2 separate regions of the Xenopus laevis genome follow, and region 1 is linked to region 2. Evidence: chromatin contacts called from public Hi-C data. All regions are on one chromosome and are shown on one strand. Each heading gives the region's core, a stretch centred on a gene start, on an enhancer-like site or on the middle of the called end of the contact. The rest is flanking DNA. Distances are from core to core; before and after follow the strand shown. Region 1 has its middle 14 kb from the start of c1orf159.L. Region 2 holds the start of ttll10.L (protein polyglycylase TTLL10).

Evidence for each region. Hi-C and Micro-C count contacts between places; a contact is called where the count stands out from the background.
Region 1: a Hi-C map of animal cap shows a contact between it and region 2, with 8 times the contacts expected there. The contact joins the enhancer-like site here to the promoter of ttll10.L in region 2. A contact is called at or near these places in 3 of 4 Hi-C or Micro-C datasets (the XL177 cell line, the XTC cell line and animal cap).

The regions. Positions count from the first base shown.
Region 1 is chr7L:90,225,651-90,231,867 of Xenopus_laevis_v10.1, forward strand. No RefSeq gene overlaps it. Among protein-coding and RNA genes, the nearest start is that of c1orf159.L, 14 kb to the right of the region's middle. Within about 2 kb of position 2,386, at least 1 of the 7 cell types and tissues checked has an H3K27ac peak or open chromatin away from gene starts, as enhancers often do.
Region 2 is chr7L:90,069,136-90,075,568 of Xenopus_laevis_v10.1, forward strand. It overlaps ttll10.L (protein polyglycylase TTLL10), which reads right to left and starts at 5,106. Exons shown (of 12, transcript XM_041569045.1): 1 at 4,771-5,106; 2 at 2,764-3,255. The coding sequence starts at 3,124.

The DNA of each region.
Region 1 (6,217 bases), core at 1,136-3,635, 150 kb after region 2:
CCTTCCTCACTATTCATGTGCTCCTCTTAGCAGGAGGTTTTTGAGCAGAGGTGCTGTCGTTTGTACAAACAAGTATACAGATACCATGTGACTTATATCATAGGTGAGGCTGCTGCTCTTACAGACATGTTCAGGCTTTCCTAGTGGTGCGGCGTGCCAAAATGAAAATTAGGCAGCAAGCCACAATATAGAAATGTATGATCCAAAAATGAATGAGTTCAGTTGATAAAGTGGAAAAACCTGCTCCAGATTCTATAAACAGCTTCTCAGGAATTATTTTCTTCATTAGTGTAATTAGAGGCCTAGTCCCTTGTCTTTTCCAGCTTCTACCAGCCATAACCAGATTAGTTGGCATAAACGCTGTACTGCACTGTTGTTGGAATACAAAGTATGAAGAAATGGATGCTTTATGCTATGTGGCCAGCTGAAGTCCCCGAAGTGGTGCAGTCACTCTCCCTCCCAAAAAAAAATGGAAGGTTGTGTTCACCACAACAATTTTAAAGCGTTAGGCAGGAGTCAGTGTAGGACTGGCCAGACCAGGGATGACTGAGACATAGGGGGAAATTTACTAAAGGGTGAAGTGGCTAACGTGGCGACGGTGATGGTAGCTGGCGTAATTTTGCCAACTTTTGGTCTGGCGAAAGAGCATTACTACGCAAATTCACTAAGTTTTTGATTTTACTGACTGTTACCTCTATCGCCAGACTTGCCTTCGCCACCTCAGACCAGGCGAAGTACAATAGAGTAGATAGGAGTTCCTCAACAAAAAGTTGAACATTTTTCTAAGTCCCAAAAAACGCTGGGTGATAGTAAAGATCGTAAAATTTTTTTTGGGGTACCCTCCTTCCCCCCTACCTTTGCTAACATATGGCACATAAACTATACTGTGGGCACATTTGTAGGGCATTATAACAACTTTATATAATTTTATTAAGGTTCCCTGACCTTGTGTAGTGTAATGTATTTGCTGCAGCATATACGGCCATTGTACTTTAACTGCACGCCGTATGCTAATTAGCCAACGCTAGCGTAACTTCGAACTGCTGAGTGTAATTTCGCCGGTGTTCAGTACCCTGTGTGTAACTTCGGATCTTTGTGAATGAGTGTTGTCCAGGCGAATTCACGTCTGTCGAAGTGTTTCGATGTGCGCAAAGCTGGCGCTGACGAATTTTTGCTGGTTAGTGAATTTGCCCCATAGTTGGACAGCTTGAATATATAGTAATATATGGATAATCAATCCCTGTTTTGTTTAAAGGGAAGGCCTTTTTAGTAGCTTAAAAAAAAATTAAGACCTTAATATAGAGTGTAGAGGACCTTTTGTCTTTGTAACTACATGTATGGGACCTGTTATCCAGAATTCTTGGGACCTGGGGTTTTCTGGATAATGGATATTTCAGTAATTAGGATCTTCATACCTTAAGTCTATTAGAAAATCACGTAAACATTAAATAAACCCAATAGGCTGGTTTTGTTCCAATAAGGATTAATTGTATCTTAGTTTGGATCAAGTGCAAGGTACTGTTTTATTATTACAGAGATTTGGATAAAATGGAGTCTTTCGAAATATGAGCTTTCCGTAATTCAGAGCAGGATAAAGGGTTTCCGGATAACGGATCCCATATCTGTACAAATTTTGTGGTCTAATAATACTTTGGACATTATGGTATTGGTTTATAGGATGACATCGGGAAAAAAAATACAAAGCCGGTGGAGATATGAGATCAAATATATATATATATATACATACAAAACATACTGCTGAATTTGCTATTCCTGCATAGGTAGGTGGAAGCAAAGTCACATTAACAAAATACATGAGATTAACATTTGCTGGATTGTTGGACAGGGTTATTCCAGAGGACAAGCAGTGGTGTGAACCGAAGTTCCAGGGCTTCATAGAAACAGCTTTGTTTGTTTATCATGCATGTGTTGAAACTGGTCATGAATCAGAACCCCCATTAGGTCCTTCATTCTCTTGCCCCAGAAGCCCCTGGAATTTCATTATGAATTTTAGTGGCTCAGTCTTGCGAATATGTTCTAGAGAATAGACATGGAATCTGTCATAAGCTTTACGATGTAAGTAGAAAATGGATCATTAAGGTGTTTGTGGCTGAAATGTTTCATTTCCTTTAGTGAATGTTTCACCATCAGAAAGTCTCCTTGCCTGCTTTCCTCCATACTTGCAAACAAGCTGTCCTCAAATAATCAGATGCATTTCTTGGGTTATCATTAATTGAACAATGCATATTTGTCCTACCTCAAAACAAGATGGCATCAGACATTCTATTGCTGTGACAAATCAATATTCAGATTGCTGCATCTGCAGTCTTTTGCTCAATGACTCTAATGGGAATTAATGCTGTAATCAGTCCATTGAATGGCAAGGTTTCTCTGACCTCATTTCAGTGCAGTTCCTGTTTTCGGACACTGAGTGTCCCACTGTCACCACTTGTACAATGTTCTGAAAAGAAGCCTCAATAAGGAAGAACTGATTAATTTTTGTTCCCAGATTACTACTCATTACAAAACATTCCAATATTTCATAAACACAGATAGAGAAGGATGTTGAGTTTGATCTTTTTGCAAAAGAACTACAAGTTTGGGAACAGTGCTGGGCAACGCCTGCTGGGAGCCCCAGGCAACCCAGCCGGACACTTCGCGCCTCAACCTGCGCAAGCGAGGACGCGCGTGCACAACCGTGCGCAATTGAGCACGGAGGGGTCAGTGTCAACACGCTTTGACCAGAGCGGCACCCACTTAACATTTTTCAGTGGTGGACTAGGGGTAGGCTGCTTTTGAGGTACGTGCCTGGCGCCCCCAAGCTTTGTGCCCTAAGGCACTTGCTTCTTCTGCCTACCCCTAGTTCCCGGCCCTGTTTGGGAATCCCTTCTACATACCTTCCAACTGTCGCGTTTTCAGAACAGTCCCTCTTTTGACAGCTCAACTGGAAAGTCCCGATTTTCTCTGCACTGAACAGCCAGAAAAAGAAAAAATGTCTCTAACTTAATTGGCTTTTGGCAGAGAGCCCCGAACTGCCACATCTGCAGATAATATACTTTTGTAACAGTTTTGAGATAAGCAAATAATTAATTGTAACAATATTAGATAACATGGCCCCTTGGGAGAAGTTAGACTCACAGCTTCAATTCACCTTCATTAGCAAAACTGTAATAACTGAAAAAACACAAACTTTCATAACCTGCCAAATTTTGTAAAATGAACATGGCAATTAGGGGTTGTGGCCACAAAAATTTAGCTGAACTGAACTTTGCATTAATTTATTATTTTAAAACAAGTCATAAGAGGGGTCATACTGTATGTTAGGTGCAGAGCAAGGTGCAAAGTGAAAAACACAGGCGCAATGCGCACAAGTTAGGTGACAGGAGGGATGACGTCTAGAGCCATATTTATATAGTATATAGGCAACTGAGGGCCCATGCCTATGGTGGTAGCTTTAAGAGAGCGGAACGTGTTCATAGTAGTGTGTCAGTGGTTGAAGTTAAGTTATGGTCAACCACACTTGACAACACACATTGTCTGTGTGCATGCACAGTTGCAGGTTGACAGGAGCACACTTTGGTCCGGTGCCTAGGGTGGCACTTATTGGCATAACCACCTATACTGCAGACCCTGCGGTCGTTGGGGGGCCCAAACTACACTGTCTGCTACATCTTAGTCCCTCCTCCCTAGCCCCTCCCATACCTCATGTGCAGCGCACAGTGAGGGCCGGAAGGTGTGGAGTGAGCTAGCGCCCTGGCCTGGGGAGGAGGGACCAAGATGCCAGAGACCATGTAGTCTGGGGAGAAGGAACAGTTTTTTCTTAAGGTGGTTGATCAACATTTGGAACCTTTGTGTAAAATCCCCTGCCCCCTCTGGTTCTTACACCTATGGGTGGATGTACAAAAAAATTGCAGTATGCCCAGAGCGATCCTCCTCCAAGTATGCCAGTTGCATTGCATTGCAGTGTCCTCTGTTCACTAGACATGGTGTCTTTTAGGGGTTTACAAGAGGGCTCTGTAAATTCTGCAGTGAGGGTTGATTTCTCGTTACAGAGGGAAAATTAACCATACAGCTGCCAGGTCGCAAATAGTTGCTGCTTTGCCAGTATTTTACTGGCCTAACCAATAAAGATGAATCCTGAAGACAATGTTATTAATAGTGAATAGAGAGAGAAAAATATGGGAAGGCCAATATTATTTTCCAGAAAACTTGTCAACCCTATTTACCGAAGTACTCGGAGGTTGTGCCACTACATTAAAAGATGCACATTTCCCCTTAAGGTTTACTTTATTCCATTGTTCTGAAAATCTTCACAGAACTTCTCTATCTCTCTAACCAGAAAACAATTGCTACTGTTTCCACTTGAACAGGTCTGCTACTTCCTCAAATATAGCTTTGTTCATGTCATTACAAACACTGTGTCCCCAGGGCTGTTCTGCAAATCTAGTGAGGCACATCAAGTACAATTAGTGCCATCATAAAAATATACTCTATTTCTAACTAATGTTTAGATTTCATTTAGTTCCTGGTTTTTTTATGCAGAGAATATTATTTCTGAATAAATATATAGGTCCATATGGATACTTTATGCACTTTATTCCAAAGTTATCTTGCTGGTGTCACAAGTCATGGCATTAAATCATAACCTGTATATTTATCATTCCAGAATCCATACATGCCATACTGTAACACACTGGTCGCAGGTAAAATACAATTGAGTCCAAACATGAATAGCTTATCTAATTGATTAATCAGATATAAATATCTGGGCAGGGGCAGGTTACTCAGCACTAATGTTTGATATTTATTGAACCAGTAGTAAATTATGACCAAAAAATAAAATGTAATTTCTCCTGAAAAGGTGGCCATACACGGGCCGATAAAAGCTGCCGACAGACCGTGTCGGCAGCTTATTGGCCCGTGTATTGGGCCCCCCGACGGGCTTCACCGATCGAGATCTGGCCGAAAGTCGGCCAGATCTCGATCGGATGGGACAAAAAATCCCATTGGATCACGGCCGCATCTATTTGTTGATGCGGTCCCGCGATCCGACCGCCAAGTTAGGCATCGTTAGGATCTGATCGTTGGGCCCTAGGGCCCACGATCGGATTAGCCCGATATTGCCCACCTCAAGGTGGGTATATCGGAGGGAGATCCGCTCGTTGGCGACATCGCCAAACGAGCGGTTCTCTCCATGTATGGCCACCTTAATGATATATTATTTGCATTCATGTGGGCATGTCCAGGAAAGCTCTGAGCTATTAACACAGGGTCTGCATGACAAGAAACTGAAAGACCAGCTGCCAAATTACACTGGTTTATGTTTATGTTAAGTATCGTTAACATACTTACGCTTACGTCAGTTTAAATATGGCGGAAACATATAGGTCATATATCCATCTTTATTTGTGATTGTTGGTGAAATTGTTGGAAGTGGCCACTTATTACTAAATATGTCCTAGGCAGCAAAATACAAAATAGATCTTTTATTATCCTAGACATGTCCCTACCCTACAACAAATGTGGCATGAGCTTCAAATGGTTAAAAAAAATGTAAACAACATATATTTAACAGTTACAACTTTTAAACATAATCCCACATTAAAATATGAAAAAATGCCAGCGTTTTGTCTTTTTTATGACTTCTTTGGCATAAAGGATATTATGTCACTTACATAATAGTGTTGAGGTTGTATATCTTCATCTTATCAATTCACCAGGTATAATTTGCAGAGTAACGATTGTTCACTTGAGCGAAAATTCATCTGGCGAAACGGCTAAAAGATTCTTTAGCACTGAGCTTTTTCACTAGCGAAATTGTCCGATTTGCCTTTTAGTAAACTGGCAATGTCCCTATGAATTGCCATTTTGGTGAATTTTCACTAAAAAAGCTCACTTTGCTCTTAAGTAAAGAGCCCCAATGAGTCAAGGCGGGGGAAATCTGGGCTAGGGGTGGAGAAATAGAGGGATGTGATGTCAGGGGAAGAAGCAGTTCACTTCCTAATCTTCTGACCAGATAGAAACATCCCACCCACTAGGGATACCACCTGCCCGGTTTTGACCCGGACAGCCCAGTTTCAGAAGGGCTGCCCGGGTCAAAACTGCCTGCCTGGTTTTCCAAATTAGGAAAACTTGTCAGGATTCCCCTAGACTGATGTGGTGATGGACCGATTGCCATGTCATCGCCCTGCAACGGAATTGCCCTGCCCATTGACAT
Region 2 (6,433 bases), core at 3,856-6,355:
AGACACGGAGCAGTCTAAAAATAGGTTTACCCAGGGCCTTGCAAAGCTGGTATGACTCACCTTGGAACATAATGAGGAAGCTTGCTGCTCTTTTCTTTGCTTTTTAATCAGTGGACTTAGAAATAACGAGCTTTACCTGCTGTAAAGCTGATTAGCTGCCTTCTTTTCCTGGCTTTCTCCTGTATCACTTGAGCACATGGTGAAGGCCAGAACATAATCTCTTCTTGCTTAATGGGTCCCTCAGCACAGTGCCAACTGTTTTCTGCCAAACTATTGAAAATTAATGGGCTTTTCATTAAAAAAAAAAGCTAAACACTTTTGGCTCACAATTTACTGAATCCTTCTCTGCCATTCAGAGGATTGTCTCCGTTAGCTATTTCAGCAACATAAGTGTTTATTTTTGTTTGTTTTCAAATCCACGACTGCCCAAAATAATGATTAACAAGCCTTTCAAAGTGCTGAGAATGCTATACCTATTTCTGTGTTTGTCCTAGAAAGGGCTGGGTACCTGTAGATCAGTATAGCCACTCCTAGTTGTATCTGGGAGTGCTCTTCGGAATTTGCAAAGAAAGAAAATCATTTGATATTGTAAGGAGCAAAGAAAGAAAATCATTTGATATTGTAAGGAACTGATCTTTGGTGATAGAAATAACAGGAATTTATAAAAGAAATGTCTAATTTTTGTTCTTGTGAACATTTTTTTGAAATTTATCATGTGCTGACTTCAACTATTTGCCACCTTTTTTTTGAGAAAAAACTCAAATTGTACTCAATTCAAGTTTGTGAATCAATCTCATTCACCTGAATTTAAAAAATATGAAAAATTTTAATTTTTTTTTTAAATTCCAATTGGTCATTTTTTTTCTCCTCCCTTTATAATGTCCTAATCATAAACAGGCAGATTTAAGTTGCAGATTTAGGCCCTGCAGACCATTTCGGCAGCTTATCTGCCCATGTATGGGGGGCCTCTGACGGGTCAAGTAGTTTTAATTTTCCTGTTGGATTAAGATTCACATTAAGATTCACATTTGTGCAATGACGCAGTCTTCAATCCGACTGTTGGCATTACAGCACTTATGATAACGTTGGAACAAGAGCCAAATGATCAGATCAGCCCGATATTTTCCCACCTCAAGGGGCATATCTGTGAAAGATCCACCAAATGAGCAGATCTTGTAATGTATTACCATCTTAAGTCTTATCTAAGTGCTAGCTTTCTCCTCATTGGAGCAAATAATATTCACCAGCTTCAAAACAGATGACAAACCCAAATCATTTCAGATAAGTCTTAGTTTGATGGCACATGCTGTCATTTTTAAACCAGTGAAGAATCACCCAAATCCACCAGTGCTGCATGTTATTGACTGATTGAAACTGTTCAATATGAGCCCTATAACACATACTGCAGCACTTGAGCAGCAGGGGTGACAAGTGGTTCCACTATAACTGCAAGTGGGGATGTGAGTGGTGAATAGTGATGGGCGAATAAATTAGCCTGGCGCTAATTCGTGGTGAATTTCCGCATTCAAATGCCGGCGAATAAATTTGCAAAACTCCTGCAAAAATTCACTAGCGTCAAAAAACGATGGATGCACGGCCGAAAAGTCGATTGCGTCAAAACTGCCACGGGAGAAAAATTCGTCCATCACTAGTGGTGAAACCGTTTCAAGAAAAACTCTAAGGGGTATATTTATCGAAACGTAAAGCTAGAGATTACCACAGGCAGCTAGAGTGAAATACCGCCTCTCTCCATTCATTTCAATGGGATTTTTAAAGGCGTATTTATCAAAGTGTGAATTTTTATTTTCACCCCTTGATAAATACGCCTATAAAAATCCCATAGAAATGAATGGAGAGAGGCGGTATTTCACTCTAGTGGACTGTGGTGGTCTCTAACTTCACTCTTTGATAAATATACCCCTTAAATGTCTAATTGCCTTTGACTTAAAGGAACAGTAACACCAAAAAAATGAAAGTGTTTTAAAGTAATGAAAATATCATGTACTATTGTGCTGCACTGGTAAAACTGATCTGTTTGCTTCAGAAACACTACAATAGTTTAAATAAACAAGCTGCTGAGTAGCAATGGTGGGAATTTAAAAAAGGCTATATGGCACAGGTTAAATAGTGGATAACAGATAACATTATGTTCTACAGAGCTTATCTGCTGTGTAACTTGAGCCTTTTCTCCTTTGAATGGCTGCCCCCATTGCTACACAGCAGCTTATTTATATAAACAATAGTAGTGTTTCTGAAGCAAACAAAGCAGTTTTACCAGTGCAGGGCAACACTGCATTATATTTTTATTACTTTAAACAATTTCATTTGTTGATGTTACTGGTTCTTTAATTCTTCTAGATATTGTATATCATGACCTGGATAAATGAGACTCTTCATAGACAACTACAAAAAACCAACGGCAGACTCCCCATGCACCATCAACATATTTAGCTATATTTGCAGCTTTGTTCTAAAATACTAAGATTTGGATGAAAGCAGCACACTCTTTGCTTTTATGTTAATATTGAAAAGATTAGAGAACAATGGTTCTTATCTTTCTTAAATCAATGGCTGTCTGGACAGAAAGTTTACTGATTGATCGAGCTGTGAATATAAACTACGGAGCTATCGCTGATGTTGGGTTCTCCCTAGTGAAAGCAATCTTCATCCTTCATAAATATAACTTCTAAAATTAAAGTGGATTAAAGATAATCCATCTCTTCAATTCTATAATCATTTTTCATTTTAAATAATGGAAATTACCTTTGGACATTGTTGGTGGATCCCTTTGTTCTGCACCCCTACTGCTTGGTCGAGTCTCATTTATCTGCTTTTCAACTGTTTCTTTAGACTTGGAGTCATCAGGCAAATTCTTCTCCTTGTATGTTTTTCTCACTTTAGTTGCAGACTTTACAACTTCCCTTTGAATTGTTTCTTTTTTAGGGGACTTTGGTATTGACAGAGATGATTTTTTCTCATCTTTTTTAACATCAGCCTTTCGCCTTATTCTTCCTCTCAAATGTGTTTCATGTGACTCTTCTGCAGTGTTGCACTCCATTCTGCCTGCACCATTACTTGGTGTGCCATTCTTTTCTGGAGTTTGCCTATTTTCATCTTGCCCCATTTCCTCTTGGCTTACAGACACCAGGCCATTTTTAATCTTCAATTCACTTAGGTATTATTCTATTGTGGTAGGGCCTTTATGCTGAGATATTTCATTGTGTTGGTAGTTTTATCTTTTGCCGGTACGGAAGACTAAGGTTAACAAGAAAAAAATTATAACAGGATGATTTTCATATTTTATACATTATACCTGTCACTGTTTTTAGAACAATTTTATAAAAAGCTGATTGTTCAGTTAGTCCAAGGCTGTATTATCATTTTTCCCTCAAGGTTGAAAATTCATACATGCTTAAAATTCATTTATAAATCAACAAGTTGTTTGCTACATTCATACAGCCAGTCAAAAATTTTAACTGACCTCAAGGTATAGGGTCCTCAGCTGATCAAGCCCACTTTCTAAAATAAATTGGTCAGCCTGAGCAGGATTCTTCCCATGTGATCCAATGATTTGAGCCTGGTGTTGACCTCTTTAATCTATGTAATATGGCCATCAACACATTCTTTTATTATCTGTTTATTAAGTTGCATGACCTGAACTAAATGTGATCACAAGGCATCAATCTCAATGAATATAATAGCTCATTTCTTATTTGAGAAATTAACTGGTCCAGGGTGCCTCTTATATGAGCTCCCATGTCAACATCTTTTAAGAATTTCCCAGGAGTTTGGTGGGCTGTGCATGTGCTGTATACAGGGCCGCCATCGGGGGCGGACAGGGGGGAGAGTTGTAGGGGGCCCGAGGGTAAGGGACGCCACACTTACTTGATTAGCCGTGTCCCCCATCTTTGTGAGAGCTGCTGACTTTGAAAATGCATGGACGTTTAAGGGGCCCTGGCCACCAATTTTCTTATAATGTGGGGGGGGGGCCCTGGCCACCAATTTTGTTGGCCCCAAAGTCTTGAAATTTGAATACAAATCATACACAAAAACAATCATATGTAAAACCACTCATGGATCATAAAGTAAAATATTTTTGCTGAATGTGTTATTTAACTATAGGCACAGATATGGGATCTATTAACTGGAATGCTTGGGACCTAGGGTTTTTCAGATAAAGGGATTTTCCATAATCTGAATCAACATACCTTAGGGCGATAATACGCTGACTGTTTGTTGTCTATAAAATATCTCACTCCATGTGAGCAACAAAAATCAGAAAATACCCCTTCATTATGATGAACGCAGCAGGTAAAATATTTGCATTGCATAATCATGCAAAATTTACCTTTTTTTTAAAAAAAAAAATTCTTAAATTTTTTTTAAAAAAATGACTACATAACATGTTTTTAAAATGTTTTACTCTCAGTGAGTGACATTCTTCTCAAAGAAGGGGTATTTTCAGACACTTTGTCACATACAGAGCACAATTTCCTGCTGACACAAAGCACTCTATATACCTTCACCCTTAAGGTTCCCAAAATATATTTAAACATAAAAAAACACAATAGGACTGTTTGCCACCAACAAAGTTTTACACTTGCTAAGTTACCATCAAGAACAAGTTATTCTTATATTTACCACTTAAATGAAGGTTCTGATTAAATGATAACTGTTCCTGTCTAAAACCAATAATAAGCCCATATAGTTATGCATAGTTTATTATTCCCTGATGTGACCAACATGTATCTGGCTTTGCTCTATTCTCACCTCAGGACTTGAGTCTTCACATAAATAATAAAGAGCCTTGATTTTCTTCAGCTCCAGTTCTGTCAGTTTTGCCTGGCACTTGATTGTGCTGCTTTATCTTGTATTCTACTATAACTAGAAGTAATTAGACAGCCTTCATGTGCTACTGTGCAGGCACTACCTGTACATGACAAATATTTCCTCCTGCTCTGTTGTCAACCACTAACCTGGCTCTACATGTTATTGAAAGATTCAGTAAATGCAGGGACTAATTTTCTCACAGAGCCTGCTTGCGGTTGCCAGGACACAAGAGTTTTACAACTCTAGCCTGACAAGGTGGAGCATTATTTTCCTAATCCCTTCCCCCTTCCTATTCACAACATCTTGTCTCCTAGCAACTACAGGCAGGAGGCCATTTCTGAACAGTTGCATTATTCACTACCCAAAATAATGCTGATATATCTTCTATTAATCGACCGTGGGTGTGTATTTAAGAACCATTTGGTGTTATTTACTAAAGGAGAGAAGTGGTAGGCTTGGAAAAAGTTTGTGTTCCCATTCTATCTCTGTTGTTCCTTTATCATGTGAACTTGGGTGTGTCTGTTTGACAATGTTCTACTTAGTTTACTTAGCTACAGCTTAGTCATAAAGTGTTGATGGGCCCGTTTATTCAGCAGGTGAACATGTGAAGTCTTTGAGCAAAGATATATATTGAAATTCTTAATATTTGGCTAGATGCTTCTATAACTGAGAAACAACAAGGCATTTCCCATTAGAGTGAGCCAAATTAGTATTTACCACCATGTAAAATTCTCTAGCAGTGTCTTGGACTGGAGTATAATATATTTATATATTTATTAGGGATGCACTGAATCCAGAATTCAGTTCAAGATTTTGCCAGGATTCTGCCTTTTTGATTCAGACGAATCCAAGTGGTCAAACTGAATCTGGATCCTTAAAATCACATGATTTTCATTGCACAAACAAGGAAACTGGCAAAAAAATTTTAACAGTTTTCACGCGGTTCCTCTTAACCCATTCTTTTAACCTTCCGGATTTGGTTCAGGATCCTGCATCCCTTTAGTGATGAACACAATTTTTCACCAGGTATGGATGAATGGTGAAATTTTGCATTTCGCCATCAATGTATATATATTTTTTTTTTGGCGAAACCGCTGCAAATGTTGCATTGGAAACACTCAATGCCAATTGACTCCTATGTACTTTAAAGGAATTGTTTAGTGTAAAAATAAAAACTGGGTAAATAGATAGGCTGTGCAAAATAAAACATGCTTCTAATATATAAAAATATAATGTATAAAGGCTGGAGTGACTGGATGTCTAACATAATAGCCAGAACACTACTTCCTGCTTTGCAGCTCTCTTGGTTTCCACTGATTGGTTACTTGGAAGTAACCAATCAGTGATTTGAGGGGGCACATGGGTCATAACTGCTTTTGAATCTGAGCTGCATGCTAAGGATCAATTGTAAACTCACTGAACAGTTATGTCCTATGTGGCCCCCCCTTCAAGTCACTGACTAACTCAGAGTTAGAGAGCTGCAAAGCAGGAAGGAGTGTTCTGGCTATTATGTTACACATCCAATCACTCCAGCCTTTATACATTACATTTTGGCTAACTAACTATATTAGAAACATTTTTTTTATTTTGCACAGCCTATCTA